2 separate regions of the Capsicum annuum genome follow, and region 2 is linked to region 1. The links are chromatin contacts, called in public Hi-C maps. All regions are on one chromosome and are shown on one strand. Each heading gives the region's core, a stretch centred on a gene start, on an enhancer-like site or on the middle of the called end of the contact. The rest is flanking DNA. Distances are from core to core; before and after follow the strand shown. Region 1 holds the start of LOC107854832. Region 2 has its middle 130 kb from the start of LOC107854832.

Region 1 (5,482 bases), core at 86-2,585:
CTAGATAGAAAGTTGTGGAGGAGGCGGATTAGGGTAGAAGGTTAGTCTGAGTTTAGGATATTGTATCTTTTGGTGAGTTTCTTGGAGTATCTTGCTTATGGTATTGTGGATATGCTAAGTTCTATTGTATCTTGTTCTTTTCTTGTTCCTACTAGTACTATACCCTATCTTGGATCTTGTTCTTTTATTATTCCTAATATTACTTCAGCCTCTCTATCTCACATTTGAGGTAGTGGTATAGACTGCGTACACTTACCCTCCCCAGACCCCACTTGGTGGGAATATACTGGGTATGTCGTTGTTGTTGTTCTAAATTGATTAAAGAGCAACCACAAACATTGCACAGTACTGCAGCTAAGCAACCTAAGCAATGCTTGGTTTGGGTCATGTTGACTAATAGAATTCTAAAAGCCAAAGAACAGCAATAGGACACTGATGTAGAACATTATCATACTAAAAGTTTTCAGTACTCAAATTTGATCAAATGAGCAAACTATTAAATATAGATTAAATAAACGTTATATCTGAGACTCATTCAAACATTGGAACTTGGAGGACTTCATCCTAAAAAAATACCAATCATGTTTTTGTATTGTTGTGCAATATCATCTATCTAATGTCTAAACAGCAGATGCATTTTTCTTCAACACTAGTTCCTACATCCAAAAGAGACCTCATCCACCCCAATAAACAAAGAACAAGAAGTCCATAGGCAGTATTTAATAATAAAAGAGAGGCCAATTTGCTCAAGAGCACCCTTTTACAGTAGAACAAGAACCACAATAAAATATTACGCAATGAGGCACATCGTAATACCAATCCAGTTGTACAAAAATATGGTGTTTGTCTACATAAATCAATGGAATAATCTGATATTTTCTTGATTTTGAGTTTAAGCTCAATATCCTAGATATTAGAGTAAACCCTTTGAAAAATGAAAATCCAAAAGAAATAGATGTAGACCCATATATCAAAATACACACATAACGCAAGAAACGCTTACCAGAACATGTAAAAACAAGTTTCGGAATCTGGAGCAATCGAACAGAGGGAGGAAAGCAGACGAAAAGACTAGGAGAAGCAGTCAGGCAGGCAGGCGGACCATAGCTTCAAAGACTAGAGCAGCCAGCACTCGCCACAAGTCACAAGCCCAATATTGTTAAATCTAAGCCCCTACTTCCTGATTAAATTTACCAAGCAGCACATGTTTATGTTGCGTTTCGGATATTTGGATGAAATAAAGTCACCAAAAGCGTCAAATAAGTTTTGCTAATAAAGTACTTTCTTATAGTGCTGTTCAAAATGAACTGCAATTCATTAAATAATGACAAAATTGATTTATTGAAATGGAAAAGTCTTTTTGGTCATAATAAAAAAGTTATGTTTATACTATGAACTAGTTAATTTTTGAATATTTTTATCCTTTTTCTTTAAAAATTAAATAATTTTATCTATTTGAAAGAAAAGGGTAATATAGTTTTTTTATTATTATTGTCAAATTTGGGCCAAATTTTTGTGGTCATTTAGCACTATCCGGTTGGAATTATCTTATATTATTAAAGCCTGAAAAATAAATTAAAATTTTATAGTTAACGGTTTATCAGTGTGAGAGTGGATTGCTCAATTTTCTTATTGGAAACCGTTAACTAGTTACGAACTATTATAGTTAATTTTTATCATTAGTTATATACTTTAAAGTACTTATTATTAAACTTAAAGCTCCATTTAATATTCTGTCGCTCCTTAAAATTGATCAAACCAAAACATCATTCCTTAAAGATGAAACTAAAACAAGTTGTTTTACTCTCTATTTTGGACTTCCGATTATGACAAGAAAGCTACATGTTTTACTAGCTAACTCAGAGGCATCGTAGTTATATAATGATATGATTTGTAAGTTGAATTTTTTATTAGGGAAAAATTCACAAATAGCATATTTAAAACCATAATTATTAGTTTCCTAGCAACACTTTAATAATTACTTAAGATAGCAACTTGTATTTTGTATTTTAAGAAACTGTTGCTATAAAAAAACATATACAAATCATTTTACTGCCCTTATTTAACTGAAAATAGTTGAGGTAAATATGGTATAATTACCCATGAATTAAATATGTAGATTTCTTTTCCATTAAAACCTCTTAAACCACGTGATTTCCAATATATGTTAACAACATTAAGTAAAATTCAAATTTCAATTTTTTCATTAACAAGTTCATCCAAAAAAAAAAAGCAAAATAAAAATAATTGAACCTTTTTTTGTTCAAAATTGTTCGAATTCAATTATTATTATTTTTGAATCAAATTTGACTGAAATTTCTTCGAATTCAACATAAGTTACAAAGCGAATCATTAATGTTGTTGAATCAAATTCAATTGTAGCTTCTTCAGTTCAATTTGTTCGAATTCAACAATCGATTGCAAATTCAACCATTACTGTTGTTGAAGGTACTTAATCATTCTTGTTTTTCGGTTTGAAATTTTTTTGTCAACCATTACTGATGCTCCGTTCAAGTTTTTGTTATCGTCGTTAATTTGTTTTTGAAAATTTTGTAATCGAATTTTGAGTTAAAAGCAATGCAACAGTAAATTGAACAGATAAAATAAAATAGTGATCGAAATCAGTTTTTTATGCTGCTCAAATAATTTAAGACTATTTCTGTATTTCTGATAATTTCGATTATGTTTATTTCGGTTGTGTTCGATTATGAAAGTTGTGGCTTTGTCTGTGTTTAATGTTGAACAAATAATTTGTTATTGTATTTTCTGCTGGAAATTTTGATTGTGTTTGTAATTTATGTTTAACAAATTTGTTGCAATTGTATTTTCTGCCGGAGTCCTTGGCTATATAAGTATATGTTGTTTATGTTTATAACTGTAGAAGTTTGTTTGTATTTTTATTTTGTAATTGCACATTGTAACTATTGATGTCTTATAAGTATATTTTTTGTGTAGTTTAGTTGAAATATGTTAGCAATGGGGAGCATCCTAGTTCTTTTGAAGCACTCCGGAAGGTGGACGTATGAAAAAAATTATGAAGAGTACATTACTGATGCAATGTTGATGAGCACGACACCATAATACAATGAACTACACAATCTTTTAGCATCTCACATTAATGTGGATTTGAGTAGCAAACATATTCAAATTGAATATCAAATCACTGAAAATGCTGGGCAAATACAAATACATAATGATATGAGTTTAAAGGTGTTTATTATGCAAAAGAAAAAGATACAAGACATGAATTGTCTTTCGTTATATGTAAGCATTTTGAAGAAAGATGTTATGAGCACCTTTGAAAGTTCATCTATATGTGTTGTTGAAAGAAAAAACGTCCAAAATAATTTGCATCAAGTGTTAAATACATCTGCTGAAGGTTTTAAAATAGGGCAGGGATATGTTTGGAAAGAAGAACATCAACTCATGCAGTGGTTGTGGGTCTAGGGGTCATAATAGGCATTCGTGTAGGAAATATCGTAAATTATACATTTGTACTTTCATATTATTTCTTTATAATTTATTTTGCACTTTTCATAATAATGAACTCATTTGTGTGTTTTAAGACCTTTATCGACCATTTGCTATAATGTGTTATAAATAACAGTATTACTAAATTTGATAGAAAAATACATATGCTTTTTATTTGAAAAATATTATGTTTTAGGGTATATATATTTGATAACTGAGATGTTTTTCAAATATGATCACTTATACGTATTTGAAATATGAAAGTATTTTGAAGTATTTGAAAGTAAATGAACAGAGTTAAATCTGAATACTGCATATATATATATATATTACAAAATCTGAATGCTACATATTTATTTTTAAGCTAAATCTTACTGTAACAAATAAAACATGCATGATGTCATGAACACTAAAATAAAACACAGAGTATAAAGTTATTGAAAACATATTAAACATAAAAGACTAAAATGAATTAATTTCATTCACTTCAAAATTAATAAGTTTGATTCACTTCATATGTATTTTGAAAGTAAATGAACAAAGATTAAAATACATATGATGTTAACTGCATATGTATATTTAAGTAAAATCTGAATACTGCATATGTATTTATTGCAAAATCTGAAAACTACATATGTATTTTGAAGCTAAATCACACTATAACAAATACAACTAAACACTAAAATAAAACACAGACTACAAAATTATTGAAAACATATTCAACATAAAAGACTAAAATGAATTACTTTCATTCAGTTAAAATTAGTAACTTTGATTCACTTCATATATATTTGAAAGAAAATGAACCAAGAGTAAAATACATATGATATTAACTGCATATGTATTTTTAATTTAAATATGAATACTGCATATGTATATATTGCAAAATCTGAACAATGAATATGTATTTTGAAGCTAAATCTCACGGTAACAAAAATTGAACAATGAAATAAAACATAGACTACAAAATTATTGAAAATATATTCAACATAAAAGATTAAAGTGAATTACTTTCATTCACTTCAAAATAAGTAACTTTGATTCACTTCAAAACATAAAATAAGTTTCTACAACTAATACCAACATCCAGTTAAATCTTGTCAATTACACAATGTAATAAAATCATCAACCATCAGACTTCTAATACTTTTGCAACACTAGTTATCTTGCTTTCTTTAATAGGCCTCAATGACGCTTCGTCGTTACTTTGAGCTTCTGCTTCTTGTTTTCTCATGTCGTAATTCCACAATAGTGAAGCATATCTTGTACGAAGTATGTTGGGATTGAACTCAACCGAAGAAACGTCTTAACCATAAGAAAGGCACTCTGCGTATGTAACCATATACAATCCACAATCCCTACAAAAAAAATTTAATAATAATTAAAATATATTTCGTACAAACTTATAAATTTGGTATATGTATATTAAAATACTCACAAGCTTTCACTTGGTTGTTGAGGCAAATCCTCTACAAATAACACATCAATATGGCCTGTAAACTTTCCTCAATATCATTATCACAGTAGCAACATGGTGCAAATCTTAAAAGTTTTCTTACAATGAATATTTCATCACGTGATACCTATACAAAGTAAAACTACACCTTATTAAATTGTAAAAAATAACAAAACACAATCAACACATCAAAAAATACATATAAATATGCATATGTATATTGAACAAAACAAAAATACAAAACCATCACCAAAGCAAAATATATATGAAATTTGATATGTATGTATAAAAATACAAATGTTTCTCTATATCTTAAAATGTATATTGAACCTAACAAAAATACAAATGAAAGTGCATATGCATCTATAAAACATACAAACTACTTACATATACCTTAATTGTATAGTTAGTCAGTCATTTGTATATATGGCAAACCTACATAAACTATATTGAAAAAATATTTAAAAATGTATTTGTATTTCAATAGATACAAATACGTCCATAACCACAAATGTATTTATTTATTTCAACATTTCAATATATTGAAAATACATA
Region 2 (5,275 bases), core at 473-2,972, 130 kb before region 1:
AACCTAAGACACAATGCGATAATATGTAACCTAAATGCTTATGGTTATCTAAACTTATATATAAGAAACATTAAATAGAAACTTCCACATAAGATGCATTTGAAAGGTACATAATCTCTGGTTACTCCAGAATTGGGAATGATTCTTGCAGGATCTTAACAGGGATACTCGGAAAGCAAGGACTCACATTATAAGTGCTTTAGTATATTCCAAGGTAAAAAATTGAAAGTTAAATCATAATGTGGGAAGTACAATTACTTTTATAGACTATGAAGCATAAGTTGTGCGGACTCTTCACTTTCTATGTTGCATCCATGCCGGACTCTCCAAAAATACATTATCTTTGGAGAATTTGACACGCACCAACTAACATTTTTGAAGTGTCCGAGCAACATTGCTACTAACCATATGCAAGGTGAAGAGTTTCTCTTGAAATTTGCATTAGTGTGGCAGATGGCAAGCATTAAAAGAGTGAAAAAAGGTTGCAAATCAAATCAAGTTTATTGACAAATTAGTGTGTATTCAGCCATGATTCATGAGTAAGCTCAACCTTAAATCTAAACCTAAAAGCATAAAATCAACTTTATTTATATTTCAGGTCAATATATCATATTTTTTAAGGTTTATACCTTGTTAAGTATAATTTGACCGAAAGGCAGCTATTGCTAATGTCTAAATTTAAGGGAACAATTCATCTACTGCACAAAGGTAAGGTCCGTCTGCATACACCCCACTCTCCTTAAATTCCTATTGTGGGACTATATTGGGTTGATGCATTTGTTCTTCAAATTTATTTCACATTTAAATCAACCAACAACACATATATAATGATCAACCTTTACCATATCAATACAAACTTCTTCCACAATACATAGCAGGGCATGAAACCAAATGAAAAGCAAAAGTTAAACTTATTGTTACCATCAAACCAAAAGCAGTTCTTCTTCAGTGAATCAATATTTTCCCATCTTGATCAACTTTTGAAGGGGAGGATTGGGAGACTTTGTTCATGCCAGAAGAAGTAATCCGGTCAACCTTAGACTTCACAACCACAAGCCTGTCATAGTACGGCTATAATAAAAAAGAGAGACTACCCAAATTGAAATTAAGATACAAAAATTAGGTCAAAATCGAGAAGAATACACTAACCTTAAAATTCCCAAATTGAAGAACACCCCAAAACAGCAAGTGGGTTATCTATGAAATAGCAAACAACACTTAGAGATTGAGAGATAAATCATAAAAATCAACAAAATTGATTGTTTTTCGAATTTTCACTAACAAACTGAGAGCTCAAAATGTATCAAAATTTTACTATGAGTAAGAAAATCGTTACCTTAATCTATTGTCGAGATTGCTGTGGAAGGAAGATTGAGAGCTCCAAATGGATCCATTGTTGTTCGCCATTACCTTAATCTCTTGCTATGTGACTCTAATTCGTTACCTTATAGCTTGTAGAATTGATTGTTGTTCTAACTAGGGCCAAGATTGTTTGCTATTCGTCATCGTCATAATAATCTCTTGTTGTTCGCTTTCGGTTTGTTTCTAACTATGTTCAAGAACTGATTGTTGCTTTTGGTTCGATTAGATTTTGTTCTGAGGGTTTCTATTGAGAAACAAAAATAATGTTTTAATAAAATAGAAAATATTATGGCGACTTGAATAAAATATTATGGTTGCGGCGGGGGGGTGAATAGATAAATAATGTAGATATCTGGTGCAACGGATTATTTTTTTTAAGTGTCGACATAGGTGCTTTTTTGACAACGGATTTCAATAGCATTGCTATGCATATACCTATTGCAATAGTTCATGTTCAGTAGTGATGGTCATAACACTAAATTTTAATAGTACAATAATTTTTTTACAATGGTTGAAAGCGTTGTCATAGATAGTCTATAGCAATACATTTGCAACCGTCGCTAAAAAGTCTGTTGTCATAAACCCAATTTTTGGTAGTGTTTATAAGTTCCTTAAGATGAAGCCTCTTATTTTTTAGGTAACTGAGTTGGAATATACTTACAAATTTATTATCGATTGTCATGAAAAGCTTCACAAGTTGGGAGCATAGAGAGGTATGGAGTAGAGTTTGTTACTTTTTAGTTTTAGAGGCATACCAAAATATGGTAAAGCGCATTCATTGAGTGTAAAGTTGTAGGTTTGACTCCATTGACTTGGACTTAATTTTATTCTATCTTTTTGGAGAAATATGTGTCATGTGCTCTGAGGAAGAGGAAGAAAGACAAGTTCAATAGACTAGAATAGAAAAGTATCTCAGCTATGACCTATGAGGTAAAATTTCATACATTGTCTGGATATTCTTTATAGTTTTTGACTACTGAGGATGAGAGGATGAGATTGTTAAAGATTCAAATACATGTCTTATAGTTTTTGTACTTTAAATGATATCTTTAGGTAAGACCTTGAATATAGTGGATTTTGTAAATAAGGGTGGAAGCTGTAAAGCGGGTGGTTACACCAAGTTAGGCAAAAAAGGCTCGAAAGCTAGAAAATATAGTGATTCTCATTCTCAGGGCCAATATTTTTAGGTCTAACATACCCTCCCTATTTGGTCCATAATGTTGGTGTCTACTTAGGTTCCGTAAGGGGATAACCAACTATCTTCAGGCTTTGGTGGTTATATTCTTTCATCATTGTTAGCTTACTGACTCACCCAAGATCGGATATGATGTGACTGCTATGGGGTTTCTCATATTAAGAGAAATTATCCTAATTAAGAAAATCTAGTGAGTTAATCTAATAGTAGACTTCCCAAGCCTTTGTTTCAACGGGTAGGAAAGGTGAAGATGGCGATAAGGGTCGTCAAAAAGGTAGACATAGTAGTCATCTGGCGATTAAAGATGGAAACCAAGCCAACCAAGGTGGCGGTCATATAGATCGAAATAGTGCATAGTTTGGTAGGGGTGGCAATCAAATGGTGGTAAGGCCTACTTTTATGATTTTCTAGGCAGGCTTGAGGTTGAGGATTCATACAAAGTTATCACAATTACTATGCTTGTTTATGACCATATGACTACTATTTTTATTCATTTGGGTTACACATTCTCATATGGTTTTGTTAAATTGACTTGAGTCTAGATATGTCATGTGAAATGCTTGATACTCCTATATATGTCTTTAAACCAATTGGGGTTTGGTAGTTGTTGATCAAGTTTATTGAATTTGTTTTGTATTGTTCCTGGATATCAGACTTAGGTTAATTTAGCAATTCAAGACATCATAGATTTTAACATCGTATTAGAGACTGTCGTGCCCATGGATACGCTAGGGATGGATAAATTTAAGTAGGAGGGTGATTATAAACATGATCCTTTGAGACTTATCTCTTTTATTTGAGCCAAGAAGTTAGTTGGGAAGGGGTGTTGGGCTTTTTTAGCTCATTTTTGTAATACTAGTGTTAGGTCCCTCTTATTTCATCAGCCGTGGTGGTATCTGCTTGGTATGCCACTTTATCTTGACATTAATTTTTTCATTGATCAAAAGCTAGGAACTTACCCCATCTCTATCCCTCCATATTGAATGGCATCGGCTGAGCTAAGGGAGTTAAAGGCTCAGTTGCAAAAATGGTTAGGTAAGGGGCTAATTCGCCTGAGCTATTCTTTGTGGGATGCTCTCTTTTTTTGTTAAGAAGAAGGATGGTAGTCTACGTATGTGCATACATTGCCATAGTTGAACAAGGTTATTATTTATTACAAGTACCCATTACCTAGGAGAGATAATTTGGTTGATCAGTTCCATAGTAGTTTATTTTTCTCCAAGACTGACTTGAGGTCTACATAAAACCAACTTAAGATACAGGTTGAAGACATACCTAAGACTAATTTCTAGACTTGCTATGGTCATATGAGTTCTTGGTGTTGTCTTTTGGTTTGACTAATGTCCCAACTACTTTTAAGGGATCGATGAATGGAGTGTTCAAACAATATTTGGATTCCTTTGTAATCATTTATATCTATAATATTCTTGTGTAGTCCAATAGTATAGATGAGGACGAGGCTCAGTCGAATATTGTGTTAGGGTTACTTAATGATGAGAAATAGAAATTTATGAGGGGGTGAATTGAAAACTCTTTCTGAGTCAACTGATTATCCTTGACAGTCAACTTACCTATACGTTAGTATATCGGATAAAACAAAATAGTATTAAAAAACATAAGTAAAGAAGTAAGAAAAAGACAAAGATTTATCCTTGTTTGGATAACCGGTATGGTGCCTACTTCAGTCCCCTTGGGTTATAAAGGCTTCCTTTAGATCTTTCAAAAAGAGATAATCAGACTATAGATGGGATAGTAAATTTTTGAATCTTATTTTGTTATTCAGATCTTGTGACACAGCCTCAATTGGTATAACTAAGTTGACTCGATCCTTCTCTTTTTATAACTATTATAAATTGAAAATTACAAAGCTTTATGAAGACTAATTATTGAGACACACTAAGAGTTTCCTGTGAAGTTACGTGCTGTGTTTGGTCTTCAATCATCCTCTTTATAGCCTTCAACTAATCTGGCTTCTTTGCTTTATTAGGAAAACCCTAGGGATTTCTTCCCAATCAAGGATTTGAATTAATCCCTTGGTTGAGGATTCACATCATATGGTACATCCATATCAGATATGTCCATATGTATGATATAACTTTTCTTTCTCGGACATAGAATCACACTCATACATGTCCATGTCAGATATGTCCATGTAGAGGGTGTGATCTTCCTACTTTTGATGGTTCATTGAGAGATATGCTTTCCATTTTAATCCATGATTATCGATTGTATTTCTTGTAATTTGGGATGTAATGAGATCTTTTCCTGATTCTATTCCAAATCCAAATTCGAATTTCTTATAGTTAGGGATCTTGTGAGATACTTCTCCAAGTTTAGCTCTGGGGATGATCCTTCTTGCCTTGATTATATCTTCAGTGTATCCTGCATGATTTTTGTTATTAGTTTGTCATTATTAAAACATATTATATCAATAAAGAAAGCTAACAATCTCCCCTATTTTGATAATGATAAATAATAAACATCAATTGGCTTTCCTATGCTAATAGTTTATTGTCTCCCCCTTTCTTACTGACTCATTTTTGTCCGCATCAGTTGACTACTATGTACCTTTAGTCGGCTAACTCCCCTTACTTGGATAACTATCTGATATTTGACCTACTTCCCATTTTGATATAATAAAAAAGAACAGAGCATACAAAAGGAAACAGATAGAGCAAGCAAACAGAGAACCAGACAATATAAAAAGGGGGAGGATGA

What was found. A called contact is a pair of places that touch in the nucleus more often than the background predicts.
Region 2: a contact with region 1 is called in a Hi-C map of placenta, with 2.2 times the contacts expected there. The contact joins the enhancer-like site here to the promoter of LOC107854832 in region 1. A contact is called at or near these places in 2 of 5 Hi-C or Micro-C datasets (leaf and placenta).

What each region holds. Positions count from the first base shown.
Region 1 is chr1:100,616,226-100,621,707 of UCD10Xv1.1, reverse strand. It overlaps LOC107854832, which reads right to left and starts at 1,335. Exons shown (of 11, transcript XM_016699822.2): 1 at 1,004-1,335.
Region 2 is chr1:100,744,893-100,750,167 of UCD10Xv1.1, reverse strand. It overlaps the pseudogene LOC107854829. Among protein-coding and RNA genes, the nearest start is that of LOC107854832, 130 kb to the right of the region's middle. Within about 2 kb of position 1,722, at least 5 of the 5 cell types and tissues checked have an H3K27ac peak or open chromatin away from gene starts, as enhancers often do. A contact at or near this core is called in leaf, where this site is marked.